2 separate regions of the Sus scrofa genome follow, and region 1 is linked to region 2. Evidence: chromatin contacts called from public HiChIP or PLAC-seq data. All regions are on one chromosome and are shown on one strand. The core of a region is the stretch at or near the end of the contact, and the rest is flanking DNA. Distances in the headings are between cores, read along the strand shown. Region 1 holds the start of PTPRN2 (receptor-type tyrosine-protein phosphatase N2). Region 2 holds the start of WDR60 (WD repeat-containing protein 60).

Region 1 (6,195 bases), core at 3,437-5,936, 170 kb after region 2:
CTGGCACCAGCATCTGAACAGGAGCCCGTGTTCCTGGAGCCTTGGCCACATACGGTATGGGCAGCTGCTCCCAGGTGGCCCTGGGCGTCCTTGCGGGTCAGCAGCTGGTGGGTGTGAGCAGTGCGTGCAGGGGGCTTCCTTCATGTGTGGGTTAAAAGATCTCGGCCTCAGCCAGGCCTCCAGGGATGCTGGCCCCCAGAAGCCTTCATTCTCCGTCCCACATCCCAGGAGGCTCCCCTGCCTCCCAGCAAAGCATGTCGGGGGCGCTGCAGGAGAGGGGTGGGCTCGGGGCAGGCTCAGGCCCCTGCACGTGAACCTGCTCATCCTGTGGGTGGATGCTGCCGCCACGGTCCTCCGGCTCCCGCTCTGTGAACAGCTCATGCCATGGACAGCTGAGCATCACAGACCCCGTGTGCCATTGTGTCCCGGCTGCCAGGAGGACCTCAGGGACCATCTGGCCCAGGCCAGGCTTTCTGCTCCTCAGCTGAGTGGACCGAGGTCCGCAGGGTGGATGGAGTTTCCCGAGTCGAGCGGCAGTGCCAGCTCAGGCCCCGTCCTGGGCCTGGTGGACGGGCTCTGCCTCTCCCGTGCAGGGGAGTGGTTGCGTGCCTCCGTGTGGAGTTACGCTTGTAAGGAGTGGAAGAAAGTGAGGTTCGGGGGTGGTAGCTCACACATTCAAACCTTTGTACTCTTTGTCTTGCTGGAAGACCGTTGGCTGTTTCTAGGGTGGATCACTTTACAGAATAAAAGGGCATTTCTGGGATAAACACTGTGTGTGGGATGCATGGTTGCCTGAGGACCTTGTGGTCTGAATGAGGGCCCCCCAAATATTTGTTAGCACCCCTGGCACTTGCGGCTGCCACCTTCTATGGCACCAGGGATTGCACATGTGAAGTGTAGGAGCTCGAGTTCTCCTGGATTATCTGGGGGGGGTGGTACCATCGGAGCCGAGTGTCCCTGTGAGAGGGAGCCAGAGGGAGGCCTTGTGACCATAGGGGCGGGCGCAGGGCAGCTGCCTCCAAGGTTGCCCTCAGTCCACGGGAAGGTGGGGGAGGTGCCAGCTACTCTCCCCAGAGCCTTTGGAGAGAGTGCGGCCCCTGCGGGACAGACACCAGCTCCACGGCCTGGGCCAGCCGCCCTTCCCACCCTCGTCTGACTGGCAGAGCGAAATGACACAGCCCCCAATGTGCTAACCCTGACTCCTCTGAACTCGGGTGCAGCTCCCCACTGCCCACCCTGGGCCTGCGCTCTTGTGTCAGGTGGCACTCGGTATGGGACAGAGCTGACACGGTGGGGCAGGGAGGGGCAGGTGACATCCCTGTGCTGAGCTGTGCGGGGTCCCGCCTCTACAGTCCCGAGGTGGGAACAGGTTGCTCCCCCCTGGGGATGGGGCTCTGTGCCTGCCAGTTGCCTTGGGGTCTGGCAGCTGCCTTCCCTCCCAGGTGGAGCCGGACTATCGGATGACACACTGAGCTCACCGTTCACACCGACCCGGGCCGTGTTGACACGAAAACCAGCCAAGTGAAAGTGGCAACCTGGCGGATTTGACCATATTGGCCAATAATTCAGATTTCATCATGGCTGCCAAGAGGGAGGGCCAGACTGTCCCAGATAAGTAATTTGAAGGTGCTTGTTACATAGGTTGGGGCAGCTTTGGTCACATATGTGGAATGTGCCCAAGCTGCCTCTGCTTGCCCTGAAAGCACCCCTAAACCCCCTTCTTTAGAAAGCCCTCCTGATCAAGGGGAAACAGCACTTCCAGCCCGCACACCGAGTGTCCACCAACACGAGGGGAGGATGCAGTCGGGGCTGCCAAACCTTGGGACCCGTGTCTGAGCCCTTCTCCTCCGGCTCTCACGCCCACCATCCCAGCGGATCACCCGCAGCTGGGCCTTGTTTCCAACACCCATTGGGAGGCCGCGCTCCCCCCCTCTGAAACACTTTCTGGCCCTCATTATTCTGGCCAGCCCCCATGTGACCCAGGGCACTGACCACAGTCACAACCATCAGGTCTGCCAAACTGTTGGGTCCCCACTCAGCGAGGGAAGGCCAGGCTGGCGTGCAGGGGCTGGGGTTGGAGCCCCGACCTGTGTCCCCTCTGGGAGTCCCGCTCTGCTCCCTCCTCAGGAGGACAGGAGGCCCCGGAGGGACACGTGGCACAAGGGTCTTGAAAGTCCCTTTGAAGAGTCATTCCTTGACCTGTGACTGCAAATCTGTTCATCCTGTGAACTGTAGGGTCGTGTCCCATGCTGACCCCGGCAGGCTGTGGGCACATATCGTAAACAGTAGCACCTGTGACAACAATGGATGGAACACTTTTATAAGGAGAAAGGCCCAAACAGCAAACCGTGTAGCAGACACCCCCTTCACCTAGAGGGCTCTGGAAGAAGCTCGTGCTTGAATGTTTGAATGCTGTGCCCACAGTGGACAGGTGTGTGTGCCTTGTAACAGCAATCAGCCATGATGTTCTCACACACATGTGCAATTACACACGCACACACCAGTGTATCGGGTCCAGCCCTTGGGGATTCCTATCGTGACCACGTACCCAGCCAGCCCTCCCGCCCACCAGAAACCTGGGCTGGCGGCCTGTTCTTCCTACGCAAGATTTCCTTCCCTCCTTCCTCACCCTCCATTTCTCTATCGCGTCGTTGTCGGCAGAGCTGGGCGGCGTGGCAGGTGCAGCAGAGCCCAGTGCAGGTCTGCTGTGGTCAGAACGGGGTACCCTTTCCTGTGCCTTCCTGTGGGTTTGTGCTTCTCCCTGCACTGTTATTGCTACAGTGTCCTTGCAGTCCCTCTTGTGCCCCCGGTTTTTCCACTGTCGGCGTCCTGAAGCTAGGCCACGGGGGTACAGTAGGACCTGCTTCTGGAAACCACTGTCCATAGCAGCCAGTCAAACAAGGCAAGAACAAACAGTCCCCGGCCGTTATGCGAGCCCCACATAACAATGCCAAGCAAGGAGGCACCACAGCCCCAGAAGTAAAGTCCTACAGGGCACAGCTCCGGAGGGCTCCTGGCTCCTCTGGTCCTTCACCACGGCCAGTTCCTAGTGGCCCAGGGGCCTCCATGTCGTCAGGGCACAGCCCCTCAAACTCAAGCAGATACCCGACGACAAGGACCCGGATTGACAGGAGATGTGGACTTGGGTGTTTGGTAACCGGCCCTTTGGTTTCACAGTGATATTGCCGAATGGTTTCAAGCCTGACCTCGTGCTCCTGAACCACCTCGTGACCGGTCACGAGGGAGCTCGCCCTTCTAGTTCACCCTGATCTCACCTTCCGTCTTTCCTGTTGTTACTGTCAGCACACGGACCTCAGAGGACAGAGGAGCCCATCAGCCTCCCGCCTTCACTGGGATGGGTTTCACGGCCGGAACCTGGGTTTGGGGTCAGCCCGGCATGCTCACACAGGACTTGGCAGCTGCTCAGTGGGGCCGAGGATGGAGTGTGTCCCGGCCTTTCTTAGACAAGTCTGCCAGCAAATCTCTGACTGATGCCTCTGCTCAGGAGACTCATTTGCTGTTAGGAGAGCAGCACGGCGCTAACCCACGTCCTGCCACAGAGAAGAATGTGATGGTTAAACCGTCTCCTGAGAAGCCCACTCTCCGTGCTTCTCCCCAGCTTGGGGGCCTCCCATTGTGCGAGTAGCGAGAGGAGGAAATGGCACTGTAGTCCCACGATGGATGAAGGTGGCAGCTGCATTCTGGGGGAGCACGGTGTCCCTGAAAGGGTGGATAGAGCTTTCTCTGGGAAGTGGTCCCCTGGGCCTTTGGGTCAAAGATAAAACTCGCCACCCAACTGCCTGCGAGGCCCCAGCCTCATCTAGGGTGGTGACGCCTTGGGAGCCCGCCGGGGTCAGGCAGGGCCCAGCAGGAGCAGGCACTGCGTGACCTTGGGGTCAGAGGAGGCTCAGGGAGCCAAACACGAGCAGGCAAGGGATGGCAGAGGGGTGAGCCTGGGGACACACATGCAGCCCCCTTCATTGGAAGACCCCCAGGCGAAGCCCAGATCTTTAGGTTGGGGATGTTCCTCCTGGGGCAGAACAGGGGGGCTGCTGTGCCCTTGCTGAACCCTCAGACAGTGGCCAGTGGCAGGCCAGCTTCAGGGAGGAGGAAAGGACCTCGGGGCCATGTCCCCCCTGTAGAATCCTGCCCTGCTGACAGGGCTGCAGCTGGCATCCCCGCTGACTGTCCAGGTTAGATTTCCACAGCCCCTCCTTCCCAGATTGAGGTCCCCACAGCCCCCAGACCCTGCCCAGCTTCTCCTGGTCATTAGCTCCAGTTCCTTCCCCGGGAGGTCCCCGCCGTGGGCGCTGCAGGTGCGCTTCCGATTCAGCCTTTGGGTTGGAGGGCCGGAAGTACAGTGCGACCCCTGGGAACTCTGGGACTCAGCGGACCTGGGGTGGGGGGTAGGTGAGGGGCCGGGGGCCCGCGGGTGGGGAGGGGAGAGGCTCGGTGCCCACAGGGGCAGCAGGAGGCCAGGGAAGAGGCATGGGGGGCTGGGCGCCCCGAGACTCGGCTGAGGGCTGGGAGCTCTGGAACGCGGGGGCGCGGGAGCGCGGGGGCGTGGCCGGCGGGCGGGCGCGCGGCCGGGGCGGGCCCGGGCGTGTCGGGGGGCGGGGCCTGCGGGTGCGCGGCCTGCCGGGGGCGGAGCTTGCGGGTGCGCGGCCTGCCGGGGCGGGGCCGGGCGTGTCGGGGGCGGGGCCGGCGGCGCTGTCCGGTGCTGAAGCCGCGGCAGCGCCGGGAGCGCGGGGTGGAGCGGCCGCCATGGACTGAGCGCCGCCGACATGGGGCCGCCGCTCGCGCTCCTTCTGCTGCTGCTGCCGCTGCTGCCTTGCGCCCCTCTCGCCGCCCCTGCGCCCCGCGCCCGGCCGCTCCCGGGGCTGCTGGGTGAGTGGGGGGGGGTCGGGGTCCGGGTGGGGGAGGGGCTGTGTGACTGAGGGGAGCGGGGGAGGGGCGCCTGAGTGAGGTGGGGGCGGGCGGGGTTTCTCGGGAAGACCAGGGGGTGTGGGGGCGCCCGGGGAGTGAGGGCGCGGTGGGGGAGGGGGCGCCTGAGGGGCTGGGGCGGTGGGATTGGGGCGGCTCCGAGGGCGAGGGGCGGGGGAGAGCGGGGGTCCGGGTCCGCCCGGGCGCCCAGCGCGCGGCCTGTTTGCTCCCCGGGCGCTCGGCGTGGGGCGTGGGCGCGCCCCGCGTGTTCGTGCCGCGTGCGCCGCGGGCCGCGCCGGGGGGCGGGGGAGGCCCCGCGTGCGCGGCGACTGGGAGGGGCGCGGGCGCGGGGCCTTCGTGCTCGGCCCGGCCTCCTCCCCGCGTGGTCGCCGCGCGCGGACCTCCCGGGCCAGCGCCTCACAATCAGACGGACATTTTCCTTCCGTGACAGGAGTGGGGACTCGGGGAGGGGACGCGCTCCGACGGGGGGGACGGGGGCAGCCCTTCCTTCAGGCGTGGCCCCGGGCCCTTCGACCGCGGGAAGGCTCCGGGCCCCGCTCCCCGCCCCGGGCGCTAACCCGCTTTTGTTTCGGAGCTTTCCCGGACCGCCCGTGTCCGTGGCTTCGGGCCGGAATTACGGAACATGTTAGATTAGAATAGCAGGTGTCACAGGGCGGAGTGCACACCAGGGTGTCACAGGTCCAGGGTGGTGGGGGGCCTCCTCCTCGCATCCTGGGCTGGCGCTTCTGGTCTCCCGCCGCTTCTCTGTCCCAGACAGAAACTGCAGGGAGAGGTGGGCAGGAGGTCCCCCCAGACCCTTGGCTAATGCGGCCCCTTTGCCCCGAGTTTCTCCCTTGCTTTCCTGGCCTGGTAGGGAGTGTGGCAGAGTTGGAGGGAGGGCTGGCCGTCCAGGAGGAGGGCCTTGCCAGCTGGGGTGGAGTCCTGGGGTGGAGTGGTGTGTCCTGGCCCCCACACCCTGTGGTGCTGTTGTCAGAGTCACTTTAAACCCCCCCCTGGGGTGGGGAACGACACTCTATGCACAGGTGAGCCGCCCTGCTTGGGGGGGCTTGGGGGCCTTGCTCCCTCTGCCTTGACCTCCGGGACCTTGCCCTGAACCAGCAACAAAGGCTGAGCTGCATGCTGGTCTGCCTTTGCTGGGTTCTGTTCCTTCGCTCATCTGGCTGGAACTGGCATATCACCTCCTGTGAGAGCTGTTTGCTCAGCTCGCCAGACGCCACCCTCTCCACACCCCGGTCAGGGAGAACCAGGGTC
Region 2 (6,074 bases), core at 2,849-5,348:
CATCAAAATTGCACCTCAGATGCAACCTGTGCCACAGCTGTGGCATCACTGGGTCCTTAACCCACTGTGCCACAAGAGAACTTCCCTAGAAATGTTTTAAATTATCGAATTCTATTCCTCAGGAACCAAGCATGCAGTGCAGCCTATTGCCCTTCATTCTGCTTTCTATTTGCCTGCATGAGTGAAGTTCCTTCCACAGCCACAGTGACGCTGCCGGAGGGGATGGGGTGGACAGGAAGCAACCAGGATTCCTGGTTTCGCCAGAGCTTCCTCCCTGCCCTCACCCCTGTGTTCACAGCCAGGCAGTCTCCGATACTCCAGGTGACAAATGTTGGCCTCTGGCTGCAGCTGGGGGATGCTGCGGCCAGGAGGCCTAAGCTCGCAGCACGCAGTCGGTCTGCAGAAGGGAGGCTGACCTCCAGGGAGTCCTCCAGACTCAGCTGCAGGTCCACCACGGGGAAGGGTCACAGACAAATGTGGCCGCCAGCAGGGGAGGGCTGAGCCCCCGTTCCCATCAGAGCCAGGGTGGCTGGGCCACGAAAGCGTCAGAGCCAGGGAAGGGGAAAATCGCCGGGGGGGGGGGGTCAGTGCCAGCGGGGCCAGGCCACCTCTGTCTGCAAGCTAGCCACCACCCAGGTCCAGGTCAGGATTCCACCTTGCTGACGAGAGTGGGAGGCCAAGGCCCCATCCTGCCTGAGGATCCCATTTCTCAGGCCCCGAGAAAGACACTCCTGGGCTGTGAGGCCATAGACGCCTCAAGGGACAGAAGAAGGTTCACAACTGTAAACTCTGTCCCATGCCCGCCCGACAACCTGTCATTTCAGGGCCGCATTTTCCCAAACAGGACCGCAAAGGGGCTGCCTTCCAGGCGCCGAGTCTCTTTGTGCAAGAGACCCCACCAGTGGGTGGGTGAGGAGCAGCCCCTGGAGCATCCATGCACTTACTCTAAAACATTCAGCCTTTCTGGAAACAGATGGCAGCAGCTCACAGCAAACTGCTGGGACACAGCAATTAGAAGAGGAGGAGTTCGGAGTTCCCATCGTGGCACAGTGGTTAACGAATCCGACTAGGAACCATGAGGTTGCAGGTTCGGTCCCTGCCCTTGCTCAGTGGATTAACGATCCAGCGTTGCCGTGAGCTGCGGTGTAGGTTGCAGACGCAGCTCGGATCCCGCGTTGCTGTGGCTGTGGTGTAGGCCGTGTGGCTACAGCTCCGATTCGACCCCTAGCCTGGGAACCTCCATATGCCGCGGGAGCGGCCCAAGAAATAGCAAAACGACAAAAAAAAAGAAGAAGAGGAGGAGTTCCCATCGTGGCTCAGCGCTAACAAATCCAACTAGTAACCATGAGAACGTGGGTTCAATCCCCGGCCTCGCTCAGTGGGATAAGGATCAGGTGTTGCCGTGAGCCGGGGTGCAGATCTAGCATTGCTGTGGCATAGGCTGGCAGCTGTGGCTCTGATTCGACCCCTAGGCTAGGAACTTTCAAATGCCACAGGTGCGGCCGTAAACAAACGAAAAAAGAGAAGTTCATTTTCTTCCAAGGATAATCTAAAGACAAACACATCCATCCTACTTACATGTGTGTACATAGGTCTATACATGCTCACATGCTTCTTTCAGCTACAAGAATGCATTTCCTTCCTTGGTCCAATCACACTGCTTATCTCTGCAGTGACCATATGATAACTGATGACACTCGGACCTTATAAAGGAGGAGCCCACTTCAAGCAAACAAAAGGAGTGGCTTTGAGGATCTGGTCTCATTCCTGTCCCTGCACCACCGAGAACTTTCCTGGAACTGCACCATACCCAAGGACACCACCAGCCATCAAAGCAGCACCTGCCAGCTGCAAGGACAGCAACCAAGCCTTGCTTAACAAGCACCCTCACTTCTGATCGGCTCCAATTATAAATGACAAACAGCGCATGTAGCCAACTGTAACCTTGCAATTTTTTGCCTTTATGAGCCTCCCCTACTTTGCAGTCAGGGGAACACAGTCCAAGCGCTTCTGGAACTTTCTCCTGGACCGCACTCATAACAAACGCCAAATATTTTATTTCAATCAGGTCTCCATTGTTAAAATATTGGTTAACACTTTTAAAACATTCTATAAACAATCATAGAAAAGTTAGGGTATAACGTATGAAAATGGAAGGGAACAGTGTAGATGACAGGGGTCAGGAAGTTGGCATGCTTCAAATGGAGGGCAGCCAGGGCACTAACTTTCTTTCTTTTTTTTTTTTGTCTTTTTGCCTTTTCTAGGGCCGCTCCTGCGGCATATGGAGGTTCCCAGGCTAGGGGTCCAATCGGAGCTGTAGCCACCGGCCTACACCACAGCTCACGGCAACGCCGGATCCTTCACCCACTGAGCAAGGCCAGGGATCGAACCCTCAACCTCATGGTTCCTAGGCGGATGCGTTAACCCCTGTGCCACGACGGGAACTCCAAAAGGCACTAACTTTCTAATCGACGTTATTAACATCATAAAAGCGAATGATAGAGGAAAAAAATAGGAAGATAGGATGAAAAATACGCAAACAAAATTTCTCATTTGTTAGCGGGAATCCAGACAGCAGAAGAACGACAAATAAGTTACTGAGTTAATAACACAGCTCTGGGCACTTTTATGTATTGAACTTCATCCAGTCCCACTCGTACCGTCCCATTTTATTCGGTAAGAAATAAGACACGTCGGTAACTTTGCCACGGTAGCACCGCGCAGCTAGAACTCTAGCCCCGGGCCTGGGGCGCCCTCCGACGGCGAGGAAGGGGCGGTACTGGCGGGCACGAGCCTCCCCGCGCGGTGTCCGCACGCACCCACCTTTCCCGGCTCCATCGCCGCCTGCAGGCCCGGGCGGCCGCGCTGCCCTCGGCCCGGCCAGGCTCCGGAAAGAGACCGCCGGACGCCCGCACCCTCCTCCCAGCAGGCGTCCCGCCTCCTAGCAACCGGCAGGCGGGGCAACGGAACTCTTGCGACCGCCCGCCCCGCGGGCCCCGCGGCCGTCCCCGCTGCGCCTGCGCCTCCCCGCCTCCTAGCAACCGACAGGCGGGGCAGCGGAGCGCCGAGCACCACCGGCCCGGCGTGCCCCGAGGCCGCCCCCACTGCGCCTGCCCGTCCTCGCCTCCTAGAAACCGGCAGACCAGAGCAGAGGAGCGCCGAGTGACCACCGATTGGGATCTGCTCCCTGCCCAGAGGGAGGGGTCTCGGAAGAAGGCAGTTCCGGCCGGACTCCCGCCCTCCAGCCGGGTGGGATATTTGGTTCGAGGGCTGGGTTCTTCCGCCCGGTCGGAGGCCCAAAGGCCTGCGAGGCGGGTCCGCCGGCAGGACCGGAGCTGCAAAGGGGAAACAGGCACGGCTGCAAGGGCCGGCGGCTCCTCAACCTGCCAAAGTGCCTTTGGAAGAGGGAGCTGAGCTCAGACTTCGGGCAGGCAGCTTAGGGAGCTTTCCCTGTGCCGTCGTTTGATGGGACACACTCTGCAGGATTGGCAGGAATCGAAAAGTTTTTGAAAACGCAATCTTTGAAAGACTCAGTTTTTATACAGAGCAAGAGACGAGAGGCCATAGACGCCTCAAGGGACAGAAGAAGCGTTCACAACTGTAAACTCTGTCCCATGCCCGCGCGACAACCTGTCATTTCAGGGCCGCATTTTCCCAAACAGGACCGCAAAGGGGCTGCCTCACATTCCGCTGAGATGCAGAATGTGTCTTAATAAAGTATTAAGTATTAATACACATTGCAGCATGCGTGTGCCTGACCTGACTTCATACTGTGGCTGAGGTCTTGAACCTCACAGACAACGACCTGAAGCTTTTCCAGCAACAGCTGTCTTCTCGGCCAACAGAGTGACACAGAGAATAAACTTTGGCATCAGACTACCCACCAACCTAACTGTGAGTTTAGTATTAAGACACATTCTGCATCTCAGGTTTATTTTACCCCAACTGTTTTATTTGACGCTTAAAGTAAAAGCCAAACTTAAATATGCAGGACTGGAGAAGTGTGGGTCCCACTCCAGGGATGCACGTTAAAACTGACATTTACCTCTGGTTCTGCAAACTGTTTCGTGTTTGTTTAGTCTGCAAATGTTGCTTAGAAAAGATTCCACTTACCGTTGAGAGAGAGAAAGAAGGTGTTCAGATCCTGTGCTAAGACATATGGGTGAGTGTATCATTAGGGGGGTCTGTGTTTTTTTTCGTTTTGGGCTTGGTTTTGTTTTGTTTTGTTTCTTGGCCCCGCCCCAGGCTGTGGCAGTTCCTCAGGCCAGGAATGGAACTGGCGCCACAGCAACGAGGAAGCTGTTGTGACAACAGGGCTCCTTAACCTGCTTTGCCACAAGGGAATTCCTGGGGTCTGTGCTTTTGACATCATGGTTTTCCTCTAGACACACAATTTATTTTCCAGACATTGTGTTTTTGAGTCATGTGCGATTAGGAGCCAGTTTACAGTTTATGGATCTGTCTACTTTGTGCTGAATATAAAAGTCATTTCCTCAGCTCCTTGCCTTAGAGAAATTAATCAAGATCCAATCAGCCTTTTTTTTTTTTAAATAATGATTAGCACTTTATTTTATTTATTTATTTTTGACTATTTGTCTTTTCTAGGGCCACACCCGGAGCATATGGGGGTTCCTAGCCTAGGGGTCTAATGGGAGCTGTAGCTGCTGGCCTATGCCACAGCCACAGCCACGTGGCATCTGAGCCTCATCTTCGACCTACACCACAGCCCACGGCAACGCCGGATCCTTCACCGACGGAGTGAGGCCAGGGATCGAACCCGCAACCTCATGGTTCCTAGTTGGATTCGTTAACCACTGCACCACAACGGGAACTCCCAATCAGCCTTGTATATTTAACTGTGCTCTGGTTTCGGACGTTCCACCACCACCGTTTTCATTTTCACTCAGCAGCACTTGGGAAGAACGGTACTGGCAAAGGAGCACAGCAAGGTCATTGCAGTGATAGCTAGGATTCAGTGAGGGACTGCCCCCAAAGAGGTACCCAACGGAAACCTACTTGGCAATTCACTTAATTCTCATAGCGTCCCTTGGAGATGGATATGCTCCTGTTTTTCAGATGAGAAGTCTGAGGACCAGACAGATTAGCCCAGTTGCCTAAACTCACAGTTAGGTTGGTGGGTAGTCTGATGCCAAAGTTTATTCTCTGTGTCACTCTGTTGGCCGAGAAGACAGCTGTTGCTGGAAAAGCTTCAGGTCGTTGTCTGTGAGGTTCAAGACCTCAGCCACAGTATGAAGTCAGGTCAGGCACACGCATGCTGCAAGAACGACCTGGGCTTGGCCCTTGAACCCTGCCCTCTCCCCTCCCAAGTGCCCATCCCAAATTCCTGTCAAGATCATTGTGTCTTGACTGTTTGGCTTTCCACTCCAGCTGCTACCAATCCATCGTCCACCGCAGCCAGCAGTCCAGCAGGTGACTCCCCTCATGCCCTGCTCTGTCTCCCCGAGGCTCACACCAGGTGCCCTCGTTCACCAAACAGAATGATGTGATTTCGAATCTCCCCAAAACACCATATTCACAGAGCTCTGCAAATGCTGTCTCCTCTTTCTCACCATCCCCACCGTATTTGCCGAATAAATGTCAATAGAGGAAGTTAAACAATATTTCCTCAAACTTTTTTTTTTTTTTTTTTTGGTCTCTTGAGCGCCACACCTGCGTGCGACCCCCAGTCTAGGGGTCGAATCAGAGCTGTAGCTGCCAGCCTACACCACGGCCACAGCAACACAGGATCTGAGCCGTGCCTTCGACCTACACCAAAGCTCACAGCAACACCGGATTCTTAACGCACTGAGCAAGGCCAGGGATGGAACCTGCGTCCTCATGGATGCTAGTCAGGTCCATTAACCGCTGAGCCACAACGGGAACGCCTCAGATTTCTTAAAACAATTATTTTCAAAATAACTTATTTGCCAATCACATTTCATCTTGTGATACATCTATCATCATTATTCAATAGATTACTCACTAAGTTCATTTGATCATGCGGGAAGTGACAATGCTGGAGACAGTTAAAAAAAAACATGTCCTGGACCTCTAGTAGCTCACAATTGCCAACC

The links. HiChIP or PLAC-seq counts read pairs in DNA pulled down with a chosen protein or histone mark.
Region 1: a contact with region 2 is called in an H3K27ac HiChIP or PLAC-seq map of alveolar macrophages. The contact joins the promoter of PTPRN2 here to the promoter of WDR60 in region 2. A contact is called at or near these places in 1 of 5 promoter capture datasets (fetal liver) and 1 of 2 datasets of contacts at active chromatin or transcription factors (alveolar macrophages).

Annotation. Positions count from the first base shown.
Region 1 is chr18:716,439-722,633 of Sscrofa11.1, forward strand. It overlaps PTPRN2 (receptor-type tyrosine-protein phosphatase N2), which reads left to right and starts at 4,687. Exons shown (of 23, transcript XM_021079161.1): 1 at 4,687-4,887. The coding sequence starts at 4,785.
Region 2 is chr18:551,044-557,117 of Sscrofa11.1, forward strand. It overlaps WDR60 (WD repeat-containing protein 60), which reads right to left and starts at 4,099. Exons shown (of 24, transcript XM_021079024.1): 1 at 2,824-4,099. The coding sequence starts at 2,838.